2 separate regions of the Danio rerio genome follow, and region 1 is linked to region 2. Evidence: chromatin contacts called from public HiCAR-type data. All regions are on one chromosome and are shown on one strand. Each heading gives the region's core, a stretch centred on a gene start, on an enhancer-like site or on the middle of the called end of the contact. The rest is flanking DNA. Distances are from core to core; before and after follow the strand shown. Region 1 overlaps galnt1 (UDP-N-acetyl-alpha-D-galactosamine:polypeptide N-acetylgalactosaminyltransferase 1). Region 2 overlaps galnt1 (UDP-N-acetyl-alpha-D-galactosamine:polypeptide N-acetylgalactosaminyltransferase 1).

Region 1 (5,582 bases), core at 1,375-3,874, 200 kb before region 2:
CAAATAACTTATTAAGAAAGTCATCTGGAATGGCAAAGAAAGTGTTCATGCAGGACTCCCAGAGTTCATCAGGATTCTTTGGATTCATCTTCAATGCATCCTCCTTTCTCTTACCCCATGCTCGATAATGTTCATGTCTGGTGACTGGGCTGGCCAATCCTGGAGCACCATGACCTTCTTTGCTTTCAGGAACTTTGATGTGGAGGCTGCAGTATGAGAAGAGCGCTATCCTGCTGAAGAATTTGCCCTCTCCTGTGGTTTGTAATGTAATGGGCAGCACAAATGTCTAGATACCTCAGGCTGTTGATGTTGCCATCCACTCTGCAGATCTCTCGCACACCCCCTTATACTGAATGAAACCAGAAATCATGACTTTTACTTCACCAAACTTGACTGATCTCTGTGAGAATCTTAAGTCCATGTACATTTCAATAGGTCTTCTCCAGTATTTGTGATGATCGGGATACAGTTCAACAGATGATTCATGAGAAAAATCTACCTTCTGCCACTTTTCGAAATGACCCACTATAAGTCAAGTTATTATTTGTTGCTCTTACAAGTTTAGATTGACGACAAGACTTTTGTCAGGTAGTGTACTGTATATGGGACAGAATTACTAATAAAATGTTTGTTTGCCATTAAAACAGTACTGTCAGTATATACTAATCACATGCAGAGAAGACTTAGCACTGAAAATGCATGGATTACAGCTATTTTTGCACCCGACATTACTGAATATGCATTTGTTTCCCAGTCAGACACAAACATTATGCGAGGGGAATGTTTAAATGAACCGTGCAAGATGATTAACTAACAAACACAGAAGCCTTTCACCTTTGTATGTAAAAGATGTTTGTCATTAGCTACGTTTCCACCTATTTTTATTTGTATTTTGGACATTCTCAAAAAAAAAAAAAATGGTTGATGGAATCGCCGAGATACGCATAAATTTAGCAAATGCCCATAAAAAATGTATGCGCATAACTGAGTAGGATAAACTTTTTATTCAATAAGAAAAGATTTGCATAAATTATGATAGAAACACTTTTACCGAACAAATTCAAGTATGTGCATTGAAAAAGTCATGTGATTTTGTTATTAGAGATCATGTGATGATAAAAATGTGCGTGAATAACCAAACCAGCAGGCTGACCACATTGTAAAAGATCTGAAATGTTGTTTTGGTCATTCTAAAACACCAGTATTAGTGTTATTATATTAATAATCACCTCCAGAACTGTCAAGAGCGTCTGCGCTCTGTGTATGATGCCTTCAAACGCCACCACGTGTTCATCGTGTGTGGGCATTGTCTTCTAAAGTGCAAGTAATTTATTAAATATGGAAAAGATTCAAGCAACCTTTTCTACCACAGCAAATTCAGTTTTGATATTTGGCGCCAGTTAATCAGGAAGTGACAAATTTGTTCTCTTTGACTACTTGGATTGAAAACGCTACTTTATTCGCACATCTTTCATGCAATATTCCAGTAATGCGCATAACTTTTATTTCCATCTTTGGATGGAAACATAGCTATTGTCTTGTTGTCACTTACAGTATATTAAGCTTATCTATTTAGGAATATGCCTATTCTTGGCCAAAAATCAAATAAATATATTTATTCATTCATTTTCTTTTCGGCTTAGTCCCTTATTAATCTCCACACCAATGAACCACCAACATATACAGCATATCTTTTACACAGCAGAGGCCTTTCTAGCCGCAACCCATCACTGGGAATCATCCATACACACTCATTCACACACTCATACAGGGTCAATTTTAGCATACCCAATTCACCTGTACCACATGTCTTTGGACTGTGGGGGAAACCAGAGCACCAGGAGGAAACCTACGTGAGCACAAGAAGAACATGCAAACTCCAAACAGAAATGCCAACTGACCCAGCCGAGGCTTGAACTTGAACGAGCTTCTTGCTGTGAGGTGAATGTGCTACACACTGTGCCACCAAATAAATATGACTGAATGAAATAAAACTACAATATGTGCAATATGTGTACCATAGCATTTATTAAATAACACAAACTTTGACATTCTAAACACTGATTCATTTCTTAACACACATAACTGTCTAGCCTACCTTTACCCTGAGGGGAGAATTAAATATATATTGCGCTGTGTCTTGTCATAGTAAATCAACTGCACATTAAGAGCACTAGCTCTGCTTATTTGCCACTACACAAATTAACCCTGTTCTTTTTACATACAGGTAGGTTAATATGCAAATACAATGTTACGTCTTTGTGCATTGTCTGTAAATGATCTGCAGAAATTTGGAATTGCAAACTCATGCAAATTTGCCCCGTTTGGTAAATCTGAACCTATATATAAAGAAGTGGATCTGCAATGGTGGTTGACTGATATTAGCAGTGAGACTGACCCTAAATGAGATCTCCAGGTTTTCTCCTCCCCAGATGTCCATTCCTGCATCATATGTGCCGATCTCCTGGAAATAATCTCTGTCTATGGAGAAGAGGCCACCTGCCATTGTCGGGGTCCTAGTGGAAAAAAACACAAAGCAAAACACACAAGTTTAATTCTAAGCTGCAAAAACAGGCCCTTAAGGGGAATGATCATATCTCATAAAAGCAGCTCTTCCTCTCCTGTTCACTCCATCACAAACAAGCACATCGCGTGTCACTCAGACGAACCAGATCCTCAATAGAAATGACATGTTTACATGTGCCTATTTTGGCAACAACATATCCTTCTTTAAATATCTTTCAGTCTCGTTCGTCCATTTCCCTCAGCAGGCACCCTCTGTTCTTTCCTGTTTTCCTTCCATCCATCCCCTGCAGCACGTCTCATTCACAGTCATGTTTTCCTCAAGTAAGAACCTGTTGTTGTTATGCTCTCAAGTTGTTTTCATGCAGAGAACCAGGCGCTGATGTAAAAAGTAGACGAAGGAAATAAGATCGCGAGGGGAAAAAATGCAAAAACAGAAAGCGAAGTGGCGACAGAACGTTGTGATAAAACAACCGCGCAGCTCTGAAAAACACAGGGACTCTGAAGATATTTAACAGCAGAAGGCTAAGAGCTGCTGTGTTCCTGCAGTTATGAGGTGAGCAAAGTGCTGGTGTGGATTTAACGCTCCCCCTCGTCTGCGTGTGTTTTAACTGCGGTGTTTAGCTTCAGGGCCGGAGAAACACTTTTATATTCCACAGTTGTAAGTTTCACGTAAAATACCTTTCCGGAAAAGAAAAGAGATAAATGTTGAATTTGCATTTAAAAAGTCTTTACAAATCGCCCTGTGGTTAACACACATTTTCACTCAGCTGTGGTGCTCGTATATGCACCATGAGTTCAGATCTGACTTGTGATATCTATTCCTTTTCTCGTCTTTTTATCTTCTTAAGCTCATTTAAAAAAAAGAGATGAACTTGAATTTGGACTCCAAAGAGAAGCAGTGTTTGAACTGCAATTACATCACATTGTATGATTTCTTTGGAAAACTGTACAGTGTGGGCTTATTATACATGTAACAATATCATGGGCTGATGTGAATGATGTGAACAAAACTGTTATCTATAGTTGTCATTTTTAGAATTAGGGTTTGGTTTTGGGTTGTTGCATGTGATTATGTATAACTGTAAATATTACAGTAAGTACATGTAATGTTTACTAGGGATACTAATTTTGGTTAATTTTGCGATCCGACAACTGTCGCTTGTTAACCGTGAACTGGTCAGATTAATATTAAATTATTATTTATTTTAAAAAATAACAATTAATGTGTCTATTTTGTGTCTGACACATTAATTATTGCTTTTTAAAATACTGATTTATTTTAACATGCGAACATTTTTACAATAGAACATCTTCACGCAATTGCAGTGTTTCCAACAGCATAGAAAAAAAGAACAAACTAAATAAAAAGAATAAAATAAACAGTCCTGCCCAAGATATTTTTCACTTAAATGACAAATTTAGAGCACAAAACGAAAACACTGACTGAATCCTTTTTAAGAACCAGCATACAGTACTGTTTTTTCCCCCACCAGTCTACCTCAAATTTATTGCTCCACAGAAAATATGCAGTTAATTAACGCTTCGCTGTAATTTTTATATCATAAACTTCTGTCAACATTTTTAATAGAAGTTATTATTTGAAACATTATGTCTTGAGCTTCTGATTTTACCTTAGAGCTTGTGTGCTTTTATTTCCTCTCTCGCTCGTGCACTGTGTGTAATGAATTAAAGACACCGACAAGGTTCATATGTTGATTTTTTGTAAAGTAAAGGCTACTGTAGCATATAATTATTTAGTTGTTTGCATAGGATACTGCATTAATTTGCAAACAGTTTTATAAGCTATAAAATGAAAGCCTCAGTTTGGTGCGCAGTTATCATTATGCAAAAATCAAGAAAATCTTTGTATTTGTTTGTATTAGAAACTATTAATAACTGTAATTTTACAAATGGAAAATTTTGGTATGTTGATTGTACACTATCATCACAACTATAGCCTTATTGTTGTGTTTATGAGCGGTGCCGGCGCATACTCTGATGGAGAGAAAATCCTGATGCTCCGACTAGTGGCTGGCTTGTTTCCAAAGCAGTGCACATTTTAGAAAGTTTTATTTTGTGGCTTCTTTCTCCAACTGTGCAAATAAACAGAAGTGTTTATGGATCCAGGACAGAAGCAATTAGCATCAGCACTGGTTTGGCATCAACTTGTCTTTGTCAAACTGTGACCAGCAATATTCTTCCTTCATTTTGTTTCTTTGCCAAAATATGTCTGTAGGCTTGCATGTGTTACTGTAAAAAAAATAAATAAATAAAAAAAAAAAAAAAAAAAAAATATATATATATATATATATATATATATATATATATATATATATATATATATGTGTGTGTGTGTGTGTGTATATACATGTGTGTGTGTGTGTGTGTGTGTGTCTTTTTCTTGTCTGTTCAACAAAACAAGACTATATTATGAAATATTATTAATATTTTAATATTTTTTAACGGATGAATAATGAATGTTACTCTTGTAAACACTATATAGCTGATTATATTGAGCATAAACATTTCTCATGAAAAAAGTTATTACTGAATCTGTCCAAACTCCCACAGGAGTGGAAGTTTATAATCTTAATTATTTCAACGATTTATTCATTTGAAGTTGGTAAATCTCTAATGTTCAACAAGGTGGCATTTATTTGATCAAGAATGCAGTATAACAGCATTATTGTATAAAAATATTTTGTTTCAACTCAATTATTGCAGCATATTCTAAGAACAGTGGTGGGTATATTAGCCTTGAACTGTTTCTGCTGAAAACTGTGGTTAGTAATGTAATCGGTTTACTCAGTTACACTACCGATCAAAATTTTGGAGTTTTAAATGTTTTAAAATATGCTTTTCCTGTTCACCAAGGTTGCATTTATTTAATTAAATATACAGTACATATTGTAAAATTGTAAAAGATGATTGCACTATAAAATATCTGTTCAAAAGTGGTTTATAATTAAATTAAAATAGAAAATTAGAAAATTTGTTAGAATGTAAATCAGAAAAGAGAAAAAAGGAACAAAACCAATTAAGAATGCTTTACTGCC
Region 2 (5,180 bases), core at 898-3,397:
TAAAATAACCAAAATGCAGACTGATAAGTAACAAAACAAAAATTACAATAATTTACTGTAAAACGAATGTAATGAAATCAGACCTTCTAATTAGTTTAGCTCAATGTAATCAAATAATATATATACAATATATATAATGGTGGAGTAATGGGGTGGGGGATATTTTCTTGGCACACTTTGGGCCTATTAGTACCAACTGAGCACCGTGTCAACCCCACAGCCTACCTGAGTATTGTTGCTGACCATGTCCATCCCTTTATGACCACAGTGTAACCATCTTCTGATGGCTACTTCCAGCAGGACAATGGACCATGTCATAGTGAATCATCTCAGACAGTATTTAAATGGCCTCCATAGTCATCAGATCTCAATCCAATAGGGTACCTTTGGGATGTGGTGGAATGGGAGATTCACATAATGGATGTGCTGCTGACAAATCTGCAGCAGCTGCATGATGCTATCAAGTCAATATGGACATAAATCTCAGAGGAATATTTCAAGTACCTTGTTGAATCTCTGCCACGAAGGATTAAGGCAGTTCTGAAGGCAAAATGGGTCCAAGGTAAGGTAATAGTAACCACTTACTAGTAATGGGTACTAATAAGGTGTCCCTTATAAAGTGGCCAGTGAGTGTATATATTCTATTATACAATATATTATAGTATAAAATATACTATTAAAATTATTTTATATATTTAAGAAAAGTCAATCAATCAATCATTACAACCTATACAAATGTATATAAACAGTAAACATAACAATACAGATCAGAACATTAATAATATAGAAATAGAAAATATCCCTTGTATAAAAGTTTTTGCTTAAATTATTTGCTTAAATGCTTTCTGCTCTAGTAAACTATTTGTGGATTGACTTCATCAAAAAAAATACTTAAATATTGTGCTATTGTGGTGCTTAAAATCGCTCTGAGTAACTTCAACCAGCTCGACAAAGCAACACTGGCTCAACCAATGGCATGAATTTGGGGGTGGGGCTATCTGAATAATAAATTACACATTTCAATTCTTAAGTCTTTAAAATAGACAATTTTCTTCAGCTTAGTCCTTGATTAATAAGGGGTTGCCACAGAGGAATGAACCACCAATTACTTATACATAATTTTTTATTATGACGGATGCCCTTACAGCTACAACCCGGCATACTCAGTACACTGACTCGTGAACCCAGTGCTGTTCAGAGAGACAAAAATTAGACTTAAATTGTGACAGAATGAGAATTACAATGATCATAAAGAGTAAAATAAACCATCTACAACTGTAATTTCTAATATTTCTAATTACCTAGACTGTCAATGAAGTAAAATCAGTATAATATAAGGTACGAAAAAGCAGTTCTGCCTATCTGGGAAGAAGAGCTAACTGGAAAGACTATGAAAGATCATTTGTCTGTAGTCATTTCTATTTAAGGTGAATATATTCAAATATGGCCTTAAAGTCCCGCCTCGTCTAGCAGCCGCCATCAACCGGCCCTCTGGAGATCCCCATTAACCCAAATGTCAATATCAGAGTGCTTCACAAGTGCTAACGGAGGGTCTTAATCTAATCCATTACCGATGACCCCGGACAACTATCCTAGGCTTTCAATCACACGCTTTCACTCTCCCATGCCCTCGTGTCAGACATTACCATTGACGGTCAACAGCACTTTAACTGTTTCTCATTGCGTCATGGGCCTTACAATTCAGTTCCACCCTCACTTCGACTCTGCATGTCCAGGAAAGTGAGTCGGCCGCTGGGTTACTGAGGAACAATGGCATTCCTGTGCTCTGTGATGCCAGGTGCCGGCAGGAACACGATCCCTTCCATCTGTCTGTCTGTTCTGGCAAGCGCTCGGCCAGGCCCGGGCAGCAGCTAGAGAGACTCACAGAATGGGACTATTGTTCCAAAGCCTCTTGGAGGAACACACTAAACACCCCTCCTTCCCCACACAACACAAACGTTGACGAACGCACACCAGCATAAACTTACACGTCATGAACTACGTTGAGTTAAAGACGAGTGTCAGACAAATATGTAACATGCACCTCAATTGTATGCATTGAGAAAGTGCACATCTGCAGTTCTGCTGAAGTCTTGCAAAGAGAGGGCAAACAAGCCGCTGCGCTACAGCCCAGTCCCGATGAACATGATTCATTTCCTATAAATGTTCTCCTCTCCAAGATTTCTCAGCAGTGAGCAAGTTTTACATCTGCCTGACCTTATCTTTGCCAAAGAGCATTAGATTGTTGATGGTGTTAGGATTTTTAGGGTAACTTCATGAGGAAAAAGAAAAGTGTGGCAGATCTGTTTTATCAGAATCAGAAAGAGCTTTATTGCCAGGGATGTTCACACATACGAGGAATTAGTTTTCGTGACAGAGCTTCTACAGTGCAACAGATTTATAGAGACAAAAAAACTGATAATAAATATATTTTAAAAAAAGAAGTAATAGTGACTGCAAATATACAAATTGTGACAAAAATCTGAGTGTACTGAAATGAGTCTATCAGGAGCTTGGGAATATTCATAAGGTCCTAAAATCTGCTTGTTTTTTTCCACTTTTTTTATTCTGTTTTTTTTTAAGTTATAGATAAACATTTTTCTATTTAATATTTATGGGTTATATTTTTCTATTACAGTTTTTTTCCAACTGCTTATACACAAAATCTTTTTTCACACAATTTCTGAAACATCTCACACAAAATGCAAAATAACACCTCAAATATTCAAATACAAAAGCTATTTCTCAGCCTTGAACTCCATTTTCAACTGCATAAAACACTTTTTTCAAAACTCTACACACAACTCTACCTAAAACACAAAACTCTAACAGGAATCCACTTGCTTTCATTTTCCAAACACAACCAATCAAAATGCTACACTTATTCTCAAGGTTTCACACACACACTCCTTAAATGTGGAAACACTAATTTCTTAACTGATCACTAATCAATCACTGCTTTTGTCTAGTATAAGCTAGACAATGGGACACTGGACAATGGGACACTAGGTGATGGGACACTGGGCTGTTCTGGTCCAAAAAAAAATGGTTTTCCACCCATCCACAATTTGTAGTTTTGTACCTATACCCCATATTCTCCTTTTCTAAATCCTATAAGAACAGACTAATTCTTCTGAGCCTAGCACTGTAACGTTTGATGACCAACCCTTGGCTTGGCCTAATAAATATTTTCAGTTTTTTTCATGTCATTGGTGTTTACAGTGTACCTGTTACTCCTCTTAGCAGATTACTGTCACTGTAAAACATTGTATTAAAATGTAGATATAAGCCTAAAGAGCAATGAGCTGTAGGATTTACCACAACAGTGTTTGGTTTAGCCAAAATACTTACTGTTATGAAAGAAGTGGTTGCTTCATTTTGAAATGTGTTTATGGCATTTAGAATGCAGTGTTGTGTGTGCAGTTTTGATAAAAGGGGACACTGTTTAGAAAACGTCTATAAGCAGTTGGAAAAAACTGTATTATTATTATTATTGTTATTATTATTATTATTATTATCATCATCATTATTATTATTATTATTATTATTATTATTATTATTATTATTATTACTACTACTACTACTACTTCCACTAATACTACTATTTTCACATCCACAACTACTACTTTGGGAATTATTATGGTACAATAATAGTAGGCCTATATTGCTGTCACAGTTTCTTCAACTTAAACCAAACTTTTGACAGTTTGTCATGAAGAAAACTGTAGAAGGGGCAAGTTTTAAGCCAATTAAATGAATTGAAAAGACCAGCTTAGAGAAGAAGTCTGTCATTTATGAGTTAAATAATAGTTAAATACTATGTTAAAAATATAATTAATAATAATAATAATAATAACAGCAAAATTAAGACAAATAGAGAAACTGTTCAGTAAGATTTTTAACATCGCTTTACAAAATTAGATCAAACTTTCATTTCATTAACCTATATGGTTAAATCTACAAATGGAGTTTGCATGTTCTTTTCGTGTTCGCGTGAGTTTCCTCTGGGTGCACTGGTTTCCCAAAGAAATGCAGTACAGGTGAATTGGGTAAGCTAAAATTGTCCGTAGTTTATGTGTGTGAATGAGTGTGCATGGATGTTTCCCTGTGATGGGTTGCAGCTGGAAGGGCATCCGCTGCGTAAAACATGTGCTGGATAAGTTGGCGGTTCATTCCGCTGTGGCAAACCCAGATTAATAAAGGGACTAAGCCGAAAAGAAAATGAATGAATAACTCTACAAATAAGGGCAGCGCAGTGGCTCAATGGTTAGCACTGTCGCCTCACAGCAAGAAGGTCACTGGTTTGACCCCCTTTTGAGTCAGTTAGCATATCTGTGTGGAGTTTGCATGTTCTTCCCGTGTTGGTGTGGGTTTCTTCCGGGTGCCCCGGTTTCCCAAACAGTCCAAAGACATGCAGGATAGGTGAATTGAATGAGCTAAATTGTCCATAGTGTATGTGTGTGTGAATGCGAAAATGTGTGGGTGTTTCCCAGTGATGGGTTGCAGCTGGAAGGGAACCCGCAGTGTAAAACATGCTGGATAAGTTGGCAGCTCATTCCTCTGTGGTTCATACCACTGATTAATAAAGGGACTAAGCTGAAAAGAAAACGAATGTATGAATGAATAAATCTACAAATAGAATTTCAATAAAAAAGACTGCTCATCACGTCTTTTGTCCATTTATTGTGTCCATTTATCAGTTTCCTTCAACTGAATGAATTTTCTGCTTATTATTAGCATATACCACTCTTATTATCATAATTGAAATTTTTCCATTACGATGGTTCCTCATTATTATCTATTTATTGTTTGTTTTCAACTGCATGAAATTCTCCCTCTAACAGCAAATGTCAGTGTTATTAGTATAAAAGATATTTTTTCCAATTAAGCGGCTCGTTGTTGTGATTGTTTTTTCCACCGTTTATAATCAGTACATCTGTTTTAAAATCACATCATGTTTCTTTGCTTGTTCAATTTATATTATAACTTTTTGCACAATGCTGAAGTTTTTGGACATGTCAGAATAATAAACTTTACATTGACAAATGTAAACAACACAATCCTGCACAGGCACTCAACACAAAATACTACAACCTCAGTGTAATATTTTCCCTCTACCTATTCTGCTTTAACATATTCTCCAAGCACAGCAACCGTTCAACACCCCGAGGCAACGCTTT

What was found. HiCAR-type assays count read pairs that join an accessible place to other places.
Region 1: a contact with region 2 is called in a HiCAR-type map of caudal fin, with 5 times the contacts expected there. The contact joins two enhancer-like sites.

What each region holds. Positions count from the first base shown.
Region 1 is chr16:30,189,798-30,195,379 of GRCz12tu, reverse strand. It overlaps galnt1 (UDP-N-acetyl-alpha-D-galactosamine:polypeptide N-acetylgalactosaminyltransferase 1), which reads right to left. Exons shown (of 13, transcript XM_682380.9): 8 at 2,399-2,516. Among named protein-coding and RNA genes, the nearest start is that of tmem245, 92 kb to the left of the region's middle. Within about 2 kb of position 2,624, at least 1 of the 62 cell types and tissues checked has an H3K27ac peak or open chromatin away from gene starts, as enhancers often do. A contact at or near this core is called in caudal fin, where this site is marked.
Region 2 is chr16:29,990,103-29,995,282 of GRCz12tu, reverse strand. The region is part of intron 1 of galnt1 (UDP-N-acetyl-alpha-D-galactosamine:polypeptide N-acetylgalactosaminyltransferase 1); the gene reads right to left. Among named protein-coding and RNA genes, the nearest start is that of galnt1, 6.0 kb to the right of the region's middle. Within about 2 kb of position 2,147, at least 25 of the 62 cell types and tissues checked have an H3K27ac peak or open chromatin away from gene starts, as enhancers often do. A contact at or near this core is called in caudal fin, where this site is marked.